Regions from separate parts of the Zea mays genome. Here region 2 is linked to region 1. The links are chromatin contacts, called in public Hi-C maps. All regions are on one chromosome and are shown on one strand. The core of a region is the stretch at or near the end of the contact, and the rest is flanking DNA. Distances in the headings are between cores, read along the strand shown. Region 1 has its middle 64 kb from the start of LOC100501507. Region 2 holds the start of LOC542139 (cellulose synthase 11).

Region 1 (5,862 bases), core at 1,092-3,591:
TTTCCACCCCTAGGCATCAGACTTTGGCTGATCCTCGCGGGCTCGCGGCTAATTGTTTGTTCGTGGCTAACAATTAGCCGATAAATAATTAGCGAACAACAATTAGCCTCGATATGTTAGAGTCTTAGTTAATAGATGTCTTTTCTCTTTACACGATCTATTAGCACATATTAGCAAGGTCAAATGACTAATGGACAAATAGTTTGTCAACCCTCCAGCTAACAGTTAGTCAATTTATTAGTCAGTCTGTTTGCAGAGTAAGGTGCTAAAATTAGCCGGTAAACTGTTTACCACACGGATGCAATGGCCTTTGTGTTTCCGTATTTAGCGAATGATTTGGACGGTGTTTGTTGATAAATGGAACTGTGGTTCCATCTAAAAATGAAGAGAGAATAGTTATGTCCATCTAAAAAATAAAATCTATGTTGGTCGGATGGCAATAAAATAAAGATGCAAAACCAGATATACTAATTGCGATTTGTTTTTTTATCTTGCCTTCCTTAGTTGCTAGTATATCCGTCTATTAATTCTTCACGGATGTTTATATGTTCGAGCACCTGGTAACTGGCATGCGGGCCACCTGCATGTGCGCTATGCGTCCGAGACCCGGCCGTGCGTTTTGCACCCATCGGCACGTGGCAGGCAGAGACGCTGCGCGGCCTGAACTGGCTCCTTGCCACTCGCCGCCTGCACTGCGCTGCGTTTGCCGGCCTCCACGGCTCCAGCCTCCAGGTCCAGGGTGGGAAGCTGTACAAGTACAACAAACAGTACAAGGTCCAAAATCTGCGTGCACGTTGCGCGTGATCTTGCTGGCGCTCACGACTCAGCTCCTCAGCCGTTTCGATAGTCAGAGTTGTGATGACAGGAAGGGGACCAATGGGCCACTCGCAACCGAACAGCCCACAGCAGGCCCAATGACGTCTCAGAGGCCCGACGTGCAACGCCCTTACTTCCCGAGAGTCGGCCCATAAATCTCGATCCGAGAAAGAAATCCATGGCGGCACAAATCGCCTGTTACAGTATGTTTGCCTCACTCCTCATAGTTTGTCACGCTCTACCTAAGGTTTAGCAGGTTTGATTGAGTTAAATGTATGTTTAATTTGTAGTTACATTTGTGGCACAATTTTTCTTCTACTATGTAGGTCTCACTCATCAACGACATATAAAAATGTGGCAAGATTCTTTTAGGCCATTTCCAGCGGAGCTTCTGCATATGGGTGCAATTCACTGTAGACCACGTTGTTTACAAAGTAAATTTTGAGATATAGAGTGAGATATAGAGAGTGGAAAAGGGAGGTTGCTGGAGATAGCCTTAAGCATGCCACAGTGTGACGCAGAATTTGAGCGTCTAACATTAGACAAGTGTCGTAGAAAATGTATGGTAATTTTTGACACCTTAGACATGCAACCAAACATGCCCTTAATGTCGTTGTTATTATCCCATGATCGTAATTTCACATATACAAATGCGATCCAAAAGGATAAAGATGGAGCGTTATGGCCACCGTTGCACCGTGCCGACCACCAGCTCCCAACTTCTTAGGTTTGCAGCTTTCGCATACACATCAATTACAATGTTCGTATATTAAGACGTCACACAATCATATTTAATTAGTAGCTCTAACAATCTATTTAGGCGAAGTTTTATATCCTTGCTACCTTCTATATACCTGTAACACCCAAAATCCTATTTTTGGCATTTATTTATAAGAGTTTCTTCAAAATATCAAGAATTAAAATACCTCCTAAGATAAGTTCATCACTCTTTGAAGTTATCTTCTTTTAAAATAAATAGATGGAAATACTAAAAAGTTGCTAGAGATATAAATAATAAAACTTTTAAGTTTGAAATTTGAATTGAAATCCAGTAAAACTTCCCCTCAAAAATAAATACGCAACAAATATTTATTTTTGAATTAACTTTTAATTGATCGCACGTTCCAAAAATGTTATTTTCCCCAAAATGAAAATTATGTGAATTATTCTTTATTATCTGTTTTGGAGCATTTATCTAAAGGAATGTAAGAATAAGTAAATAAGTAATCAAAAATATATTTGCATTCACGTTGGAGATTTTAATTGTTCATTTAGTGAAAGTTGAAATTTGAATTTTGTTTGGATCTGAATTGAAAACAAAATTGAAAATAAGATAGGATTAAATGAAATAAAGAAAGGAGACCCCACCAAACCGGCCTAGCCTACCCTTTTGGCCCAACTCCAGTCGACCCAAGTCCCCACCTACTTCCGCTGGGCAGCGTGCCCCGCTTGCAGCAACATGACCCACTCCCACGGACGTGCCACGCACAGGGACCCCGGACCCCTCGCTGATAGGTGGCTCCCACATTTCAGATTTACCTCGCGCGTCGGACAAATGCTGACGTGCGGGCCCACTCGATCAGCCTCACTACTCCCTCACCAACACGGTTGGCTTAATGTATCTGTCGGGTGGGCCCCCACAGGCAGGTCCTCCTTCCAGCTTTGGATTGTGATGAACTCCAACAAACTTCGTTGAGCGCGCGGATCATCGTAATGAACACTCTATCCATTTCACCCCCTCTAGCCAACGCAGACTCGGTTCAGAGCTATATAAGCCGGTCGATACCTCCTCCCCTCATTCATCCTATCAAAGCGGCCGAGCTATCGTCTGTTGAGGGAAATTTGTCGCCGTGGGTAGCAAATAGCCGCAACACCGCAGTAGGTCCTCGCCTTCATCACGGCTCCGGTCTTGGGGAGAAGCCTGAGCATGTCGCCGGTACGCGTTGATGGTGCTCCTGGGCGCCTCGTATGAAAACGACGGCCGAGGACCGCCATCGCCACTAGGAAGGGAAGAACAGCACAACTGTCGTTGACCCGCGTATGTGCTACTGCTCTCGGCTAGCTCGGTAACGTAGGAGCTTCGCTGACGCTTGAGGATGTCGTGCATCGCTTCTTCGTGGGAGAATTCGGGCCACAGAGCGTGGAATTGCTCGTCGGTGTAACCGTTGTCGCGGGGTCACCCTCTATCGTGGACCGGGTGAAGGACTGCGCGTTCAACAATACAAAACATTCCCCTTACTTCCCCATGTCGTCCCTGTTGAGTAGGACCTAACCATAGGGATAATCGGGCCCTAGAACACTGTTTGGGCGCGCTCTAAAGAGTTCGCCAGTGGAGCTCTGGGCGCCCTCTTCCTATCTCGGACGGGAGGAGGGATGTGTGCTGGTAGCCATCGATCTAGGTATGGACGCGTAAGATTAGAACTTAGATAATGGTTCGTTCTCATGAGATCTAGACCGACGAGGGGAGATCAGGCGGATCCGGTGAGATCTCTTATGTCGGTCGTAGATCTCGAATTTGAAGGACTGTATTGCATACCACTTCATTTAAAAGGTAGATCTAATCTGAACTGTGCAAACATGATCGAACGATCAAGACTCCACCATATATAGCCCTTCAACCGAGTGTTTTTTTTTTGCTAAAGAGCCCCTCAGATTCTATGAAACCAAACCGCCGTCCTCGATTTTAGAGGACCCTTACACATAGTTCCCTAGAATTTTGCAAATAAAACCTTAGAGTTCATTTTAGGCATAAATTTTATAGAAAAGTGCATAAAACTTGTATAATCTATATGTTGCACATTTTAACTCTGGTTTGATCCGTTCAAGTTGCGTTAGCTTCGTATTAAAATTACCTACGCATTAACAATATTTGTTTTTGTGTTTTCAAAGATAATTAAATAATTTTCTAAGCCAATGTTTATCAGATTTACTTTTCTAGTCAAAGTTAATATTATTAATTTGATCCATCTATAATTTGACTAAAATGTTACTTCTAATCAAGTTCTATTTGGTATTAAAGTTAACTTATTTATTTATTTATTTATTTATTTATTTTCCTCACATTATTTATATTAATCAACATAGAACATAGTTTTTCTGTCCAATCACATAAAGCTTCCAAGAAATATATCTTTTCAACTGTAACTCTGATTTTAGTGATTCTCGAACCTACGATCTCGTAGCGACGCGTAGAATAGTATTATGTTGTTTGTATTCATGTTTGATGTAATGCTATTTTTAAGTGTTTGCCCATCTATATGTTTTGCTGCGAATAGGATTGAGGTATCGTGGAACCTAAGGCATCAATTAGGGAAGTACCTGGAGTTTGCACCAAAAATGCAAGTTGTGTCCTTGATCACATTTTTGACCTAATAATGTTCATGATTCTGTTAATCACCATGGCACAGTTAGGTTAACTTGATGGGGCCCAATAGGTTACCTAGTTTTACTTACCCTACACCTTGCATACAATTGAATTATTGGGTAGTATTGCTATTATTCTACCTTGTTTTGGGCTTTATATTATATATGAATCATGATCATGCCTTATTACTATTGTTGACTGTTAATTGTCAATGAATTATTTATGATAAATGATAAGATCGTTTTGTTAATTAGAACATGGAGCGCTAACCCAAGACAATAGTGCTACCATAAGGATGGAATGAGACGCCCTTGGCCAATTAATTAGGAAAGCTATTGCGAGATTACCTTACCCAAAAGGGGAAGCAGGGAATGCATCGCTATAGAGTATAGAGAGGTTCTCGGGTCGATCATGCTACAATGGCTTTTCGGACGAGGAATTCCTATACTCCCTTCTTCCTGAAACCGTAGCAGGTTTTCTCAAACTAGTGGAACTTTGGAAAGGCCTCGTAGTGCTATCCTACCTTGCCTCCTCGGTAGAGGTCTATGGGATTCATGACCCCGTGGTAGATAGGTATCACGTCTTGTGGATAAAGATGCACAACCTCTACAGAGTGTAAAACTGGTATATCGGTTGTGCTCACAGTCATGAGTGGCTCGAGACTCTCACATGATTAAATGATGCAATTTAATTAATTTGTCACGCATTGCATTGTGTAATTTCTATATTGATCAAATGTTTAATTGGGTCGATATTTACTTATACTTAGTAATTGCTAATAAAATTTTGACCAACTTAATTAAAAGCAATACTTAGTCTTAACCATATTCCTTGGTAAGCTTTACACTACACTCTTCCCTACAATGAGCGATGATTGTATGGGAGCTCACCCTTGCTAAAAACACATCCGGTCAAGAACAGGTACCACTGAAGGAGAATCATGAAGATGAGTTCGGAGAGGTCTAGGCCGTCGTTCCCATTCAACTATGATGGTGGAGGATCGTTGTCGCCATATGGTGTATATTTATTTAGTTATTTTGTATAAAAACTGTATTAAGTAATAAAGATGTGACATTGTTTTCTATACACTGAGTCGCCATATGGTTGAAACTTGATCCTAGCGACAAACCCTTACCTACTTACCTTTACTCCGATTTTTTAAGCTTTCTTTATCTTTTCTATTATCTTTTCTAATCTTGTGCTACTTAAACTCTAATTCATCTTACCTTTTCACTTCTAAAGACAAAAGATGATTTCACACTTTGAATCCTATACCCAAATTGTCCCTAAGGAATAGGAGATCTAATCCTATATGAAAAAGATATTTTTGTACGTATCTATACTCTTGAATGCTTGTTCTTATGATACCTATTTGATTTGCTTCTTTGATTGAGTGTGATGAGTTGTGGAGTAATCTCCACAATTGCATCTACAAAGATATATCTAAAAGATAAACTACTCAACTTAGACTATCCTCCCAAAAAATGATTAATCTTAAACATATTTATCGTGGTTTTGGAAACCAGGGAACAATAAGATTTGTGTTAGGAGGGGATGCTAACGTGGAATCATTTCGAATTTCTACAGAGGGAAATATTAAGACCTCAAAGGAGTCAACCACTCCTTCGAGGCTTCGGGGGTTACACATGATGGGTGCGCTCACGCGCCCCCATCGGAAATAA
Region 2 (5,862 bases), core at 1,012-3,511, 68 kb after region 1:
GCGTCGCATCCTCCCGCGCCCTTGGTTACATCAGGGTGTCGTGCGGGGAAGGAGCCAGTGTCAGTTCTCCTCCCCCCCTACGCCTCTAGCGACGGATGTACGTCATGCGATGCCTCAAGCGTAATCGCAAACACAGACGGCCTTTGTGTCATCGAGGTGTCGCTATGGGAGAAATACGGAGGCGGTTCCCTATCTCGTGCCTTTTGCGGCCGCGCTGAAGAAGACAACCACGGGGAAGCGCTCCTCCAGGTATATTGGTTTTCTCCACTCTGCTCCTTTTTATCCCATGCTCTCGTGCTTGATCCATGTTTTTCTTCTTGTTCCCCTTGCCAACACATATGTGTTGTACAATATGGTGAAGGGCGCGACCCTTGCAACGAATGGGGGGTGCTTGCCTTACGTTGCAAGTGATGGCAACTTCTTCGATCGTCGTGGCCTCCCTGCCTGTTGACACAATGGTCGACCCTCCTATGGCGGGAGTGCCGACCTCTCCAACAGCTCAAGAGTTGGTTGGCGCGACTGTCCTCGAGGTGGTCCTCCTTGATGCTCCTGCCGTAGCATCCAACCTAGAGAGAGTCTCGTTGCCGGGGTTGACGGCTCAGGGTGGAGGTGACGTTCATCACCCTGTCACCGACATCCTAGGGCATCTTGCCCCTGAGTGCTGTGGTGGCGGTCGGTCAATTCGGGTTGGCGTCATCGTCCATGGAGGTTATTGGGTCCCAGGTGTGTCCTCCACCGACCGTCGTCGCTTCAACTTCTGCGAGGGTTGTGTCGTATGTTGTGCACGAGGGGAGTCGCGAGGGCCTTCCACTGCCCCTCGAAGGCTTGGAGGCAAGGGAGACTAAGGTGGAGGAGTGGCAGTGCATTGGATAGGCCTCGACCCGGGGTGGCATGAGCCTGGAGACCATCGAGCACATGCTTGGTAATTTTGGAGAGGCAATTTTGATTGCTTGGGCGTCGATGACTCGAGATTTTGTTCCTTTTGGTCTGATGAGCGTCGCAAGGTAGGAAGAACAGAAGCCAAGCCCACAGGGACAGGAAAAATGCACTGCAGCAAGACGCGCGCGTGTATATATAAGCACGAGGCAACCTAACCAGTAATCTATTGCCCTTTCAAAGGACTCTGTTTTTTTATTTCTGCCTCTTCTGAATTTTCCGAAGACATGAGCTTCTAGCCTGTTGCAAGTGGTAAATCCCTTGTGCTTGAAGGCTGCAATATAGTGGTTCCGTTGCAACACACGGGCACTCATCTAGTTTCTTATAAGCATAAAAAAAGCAGGATCATCTCATTGATTTTTTAGGATAAACTCATAATTGAGGATAAGTCAATCAGTTATACTGAACATTATGTTGCATAACATGTAGATAAGGACACGAAAACATAGAAAGTTTCTCAGTTATATTTACCCATCAACATGAAATAAAAAACAACAAAGATGTCATAGTGATGTTTGTTTCAACTTACCAAGGGTGACCATGTCGTATTTATAATAATATTATATATTTATATCGTCAATAGAATATTAGTGTTACGGTGATATTTTAGCACACCGATTTTTTATATCATACTGATGTTTATCGTTTTGTATCTATATTTTATATTTGTTTTATAATAATATTAGATATTTATTTCGTCAATAGAATATTAATGTTATGATGATACTTTACTATATTGATTTTACATATGATAGTGATGTTACTCCTTCCGTATCTATATTTTATATTAGTTTTTATCTCCTGGCAACACGGTCACAACAGAAGAGAAGTTTTTCAGACCGATTCCAGGATCGATTTTTTTTTTATATCTGGGCTAAGACATCAGGTAGAGATTGTTTAACCTTTGCGGCTTTCCGCACTGACGGACCCACCCCCACCGCATCAACGGAACCTACCAACCACCCCCGTGCTCCGACCCCCCATCTGCCCGTCTTCCAGGTTACGCCCCGCGCGGCCGCGCGCGCGGAAGCTGTATCACCCCACCCGTCGACGTCGTCTTCGCTTCGAAACCCCGCAAAACCCCGCGGAAAAAACCCACCTGCTGCACGCACGCACCCCCTCCCTCTCCCTCCCCATGGCGCCTCCCCTCACCCAACTCTTTGCTTCCATTCTTTCCATCCACCCGCCAATGCGACGCCGACGCCGCAACTCCACCCACCGCCTGCCAGCGCCACCTCACCGCACCGCTTCCATCACCCCGCGATCATGGGCTACCGCTATATCACCACGCCTCCAACCTCCGGCACGCTTAGCCTCTCTCTCCCATTCTCTCACACCCAACACCCAGCTATCACACCCTGATCCCCGAGGCCGCGCGTCGGGGTGAGGAGGAGGGGCCATGATGGAGTCGGCGGCGGCCCAGTCCTGCGCGGCGTGCGGGGACGACGCGCGCGCTGCCTGCCGCGCGTGCAGCTACGCGCTCTGCAGGGCGTGCCTCGACGAGGACGCCGCCGAGGGCCGCACCACATGCGCGCGCTGCGGAGGGGACTACGCCGCTATCAACCCAGGTGCGTCGCGAGTATCGGAATCGTACTGTTTTCTTTTGCCGGTTTTCGGGAGGTAATGCTAACGTGTATGCGACCGCTCTCTGTTCCAGCGCGCGCCAGCGAGGGAACCGAGGCGGAGGAGGAGGTGGTGGAGAACCACCACACCGCCGGTGGCCTGCGTGAGAGGGTCACCATGGGCAGCCACCTCAATGATCGCCAGGTGGTTTTCCCCTCTCTGTTTGTTCAGTTCAGTGTGCCACTGCAACTGATGTCTCTAGAAAACTCTGGTCATTTTTTACTTTGTGGGTAACTGAGTTTTGCTGGAATAGGATGAAGTAAGCCACGCCAGGACCATGAGCAGCTTGTCGGGAATTGGTAGTGGTAAGGTTACTTGCTTCATAATTTACGTCCTGTTTCCTTTGTTTCTGATGGTGTGGGGGTAGTGAAATTTCAACCCTTACTATGAATTTGCAGAATTGAATGATGAATCTGGTAAGCCCATCTGGAAGAACAGGGTGGAGAGTTGGAAGGAAAAGAAGAATGAGAAGAAAGCCTCGGCCAAAAAGACTGCAGCTAAAGCACAGCCTCCGCCTGTCGAAGAACAGATCATGGATGAAAAAGAGTAAGGATGAAGCGTCCATTTATAGATCTTTCTTTATGACTCGTTGAGGTGCCTATCCTTCTCCATGCATAGAGTGATATTATAAATGAACTGCGAATGTTAAATGATACTTGATTAGGTGAAACTAAGAATGCTTTTAGCTGATCATTGTTCTAATATAATGGCAACATTGAGGTTCTCTCACATACGTCAAAGTTAGCTTTATCTTACTAGATCCCAGAACTTGTGTGATGAAATTGAACTTGCTGTGCCGTGTATATACTGTTTTTAGGACATTAAAGCATGGACTTCGCTATACTGGAGTAGAAATTAGTAAACCAAAGCACTGAAATAATTGTGGATGGTGACATACATATTTATGTTTCATATCTCATTATCAGGCCTCATTTTAACCTAACTCAACACGACGACACCTCAATCAGATACTAAGCCTGGCCTATTGACATTTATTTATTTAGTACCACTAGCGTTTCCCAAGATCTGGTTTTCTGTTCAATCTAGCACAAGTGAACTCTATCCTAGCCTATTTCGCAATATTTTTAACTCTGTACCTAATTTCTGATAAGATGCCTGAAAGGTCTCAATCTCATCATTTATTGTTTGAAGCCTTTGTGATAACTTTCACTAAAATGTGACGTTTCTATCTCTGTACATGTTGTAACAACAAACAATTTTGCAGCTTGACAGATGCATATGAGCCACTCTCCCGGGTCATCCCAATATCAAAGAACAAGCTCACACCTTACAGAGCAGTGATCATTATGCGGTTAATTGTTCTTGGGCTCTTCTTTCACTACCGTATCACCAATCCTGTTAACAGTGCCTTTGGTCTCTGGATGACATCAGTTATATGTGAGATCTGGTTTGGTTTCTCCTGGATATTGGATCAATTCCCGAAGTGGTATCCTATCAATCGTGAGACTTATGTTGATAGGCTGATTGCACGGTATGTTTGTTAGAGCCTACTAGCACATAAGAATCATATATATGCATCAACAACCATCAGGATCTGATAAGCCTTGTCTCATGTTTGTTACAGATATGGAGATGGTGAAGAATCTGGGTTAGCACCTGTAGATTTCTTTGTCAGTACAGTGGATCCATTGAAAGAGCCTCCACTAATCACTGCAAACACTGTGCTGTCTATTCTTGCTGTGGACTATCCCGTTGAGAAGATCTCATGCTATGTATCTGATGATGGTTCTGCTATGCTCACATTTGAATCGCTCGCAGAGACTGCAGAATATGCTAGAAAGTGGGTGCCGTTTTGCAAGAAGTACGCCATTGAGCCACGAGCTCCTGAGTTCTACTTCTCACAGAAAATTGACTACTTGAAGGACAAGATACACCCATCTTTTGTCAAGGAGCGTAGGGCTATGAAGGTAGATCTTGGTTGCACGTTTGAACAACATTCATTTTTTTACTGGTTATGCTCTTTGTTTTTATACAAATAATGTTATGTACTTGTGTTTACACAGAGAGACTATGAAGAGTACAAGGTGAGGATAAATGCTTTGGTTGCCAAGGCTCAAAAGACACCTGATGAAGGCTGGATCATGCAAGACGGTACACCATGGCCTGGGAACAATCCTCGTGACCACCCTGGCATGATCCAGGTAGTTTGATTTTTACTAGTGAAATATCAGCATGTGAGATTCGTGGTCATACTGAGTTATTGCAGGATGGTATTCTACTTCTTGTTTGGAACTGATTGCTGAAATTTATAATGACTAGTTAATTCTTTTAGGATATAAATCAAGTCATGAATATTTCTTGCATCTTGGTCAATACTCAATACGAACATGCATGTCTTCCCTCACGAAATAAATAAACAAATGATAACAACAGCAGCAACAACAACATCCTAGTAAGGTGTTTCACTTGAACTTGCAAATATATTCTTTATACTATGGTGTTAGTTCAATGGATCATTATTTGTATCCTACTTGTGTCTCATTTTGCAAGGTACATTTATCAACTAATACTCAAAACACCCTAATTGATATTGAACTTTTATAGATCCACTGCAAATTGCAGTTCAGAGTTGAAGTTATTATGGTTTTGTGGAACTTACATTTCACTGCTACCGTGTTCCCTTTTTTCTAGACTCTACTAAGATGCTCTATTTTCCTACTATACTATTATGTGTGTCGATCCTTGCTAGAGTGTCAATGTTTTTGTATCAAGCTTGCTCTTACCATATCCCTTGCTTTTGGTGATAGGTTTTCCTGGGTGAGACTGGTGCACGGGACTTTGATGGAAATGAACTTCCTCGGTTAGTGTATGTGTCAAGAGAGAAAAGACCAGGCTACCAACACCACAAGAAGGCAGGGGCTATGAATGCTCTGGTACGGCATTCTTCACTGCTAATTGCAGTATATAGAAGTTTATTTTATGTCAAGACTGTTTGAACATGAATTAATTGAAAAACTTTCTAATTTGGCAGGTCCGAGTGTCTGCTGTTCTGACAAATGCCCCTTACATTCTTAATCTTGATTGTGATCACTATGTTAACAACAGCAAAGCTGTTCGTGAAGCAATGTGCTTCATGATGGACCCTACTGTTGGCAGAGATGTCTGCTATGTACAATTCCCCCAGAGGTTCGATGGCATTGATCGCAGTGATCGATATGCCAATAGGAACGTTGTGTTCTTTGATGTAAGTGTTCTAACTGGTGACGTTGTCTTTACATCTTAGTTATCTTCACACAACTTATGTCCATTCTTACATCGAATAGGTTAATATGAAAGGACTTG

The links. A called contact is a pair of places that touch in the nucleus more often than the background predicts.
Region 2: a Hi-C map of tassel shows a contact between it and region 1, with 4 times the contacts expected there. The contact joins the promoter of LOC542139 here to the enhancer-like site in region 1. A contact is called at or near these places in 7 of 25 Hi-C or Micro-C datasets (ear, endosperm, leaf and 1 more).

Annotation. Positions count from the first base shown.
Region 1 is chr3:203,459,975-203,465,836 of Zm-B73-REFERENCE-NAM-5.0, forward strand. No RefSeq gene overlaps it. Among protein-coding and RNA genes, the nearest start is that of LOC100501507, 64 kb to the left of the region's middle. Within about 2 kb of position 2,342, at least 20 of the 20 cell types and tissues checked have an H3K27ac peak or open chromatin away from gene starts, as enhancers often do. A contact at or near this core is called in ear, endosperm, leaf and 1 more, where this site is marked.
Region 2 is chr3:203,527,720-203,533,581 of Zm-B73-REFERENCE-NAM-5.0, forward strand. LOC542139 (cellulose synthase 11) reads left to right here and starts at 2,262. Exons shown (of 13, transcript NM_001111766.2): 1 at 2,262-2,504; 2 at 2,594-2,703; 3 at 2,813-2,864; 4 at 2,958-3,105; 5 at 3,785-4,051; 6 at 4,145-4,487; 7 at 4,584-4,721; 8 at 5,328-5,453; 9 at 5,552-5,764; 10 at 5,844-5,862. The coding sequence starts at 2,336.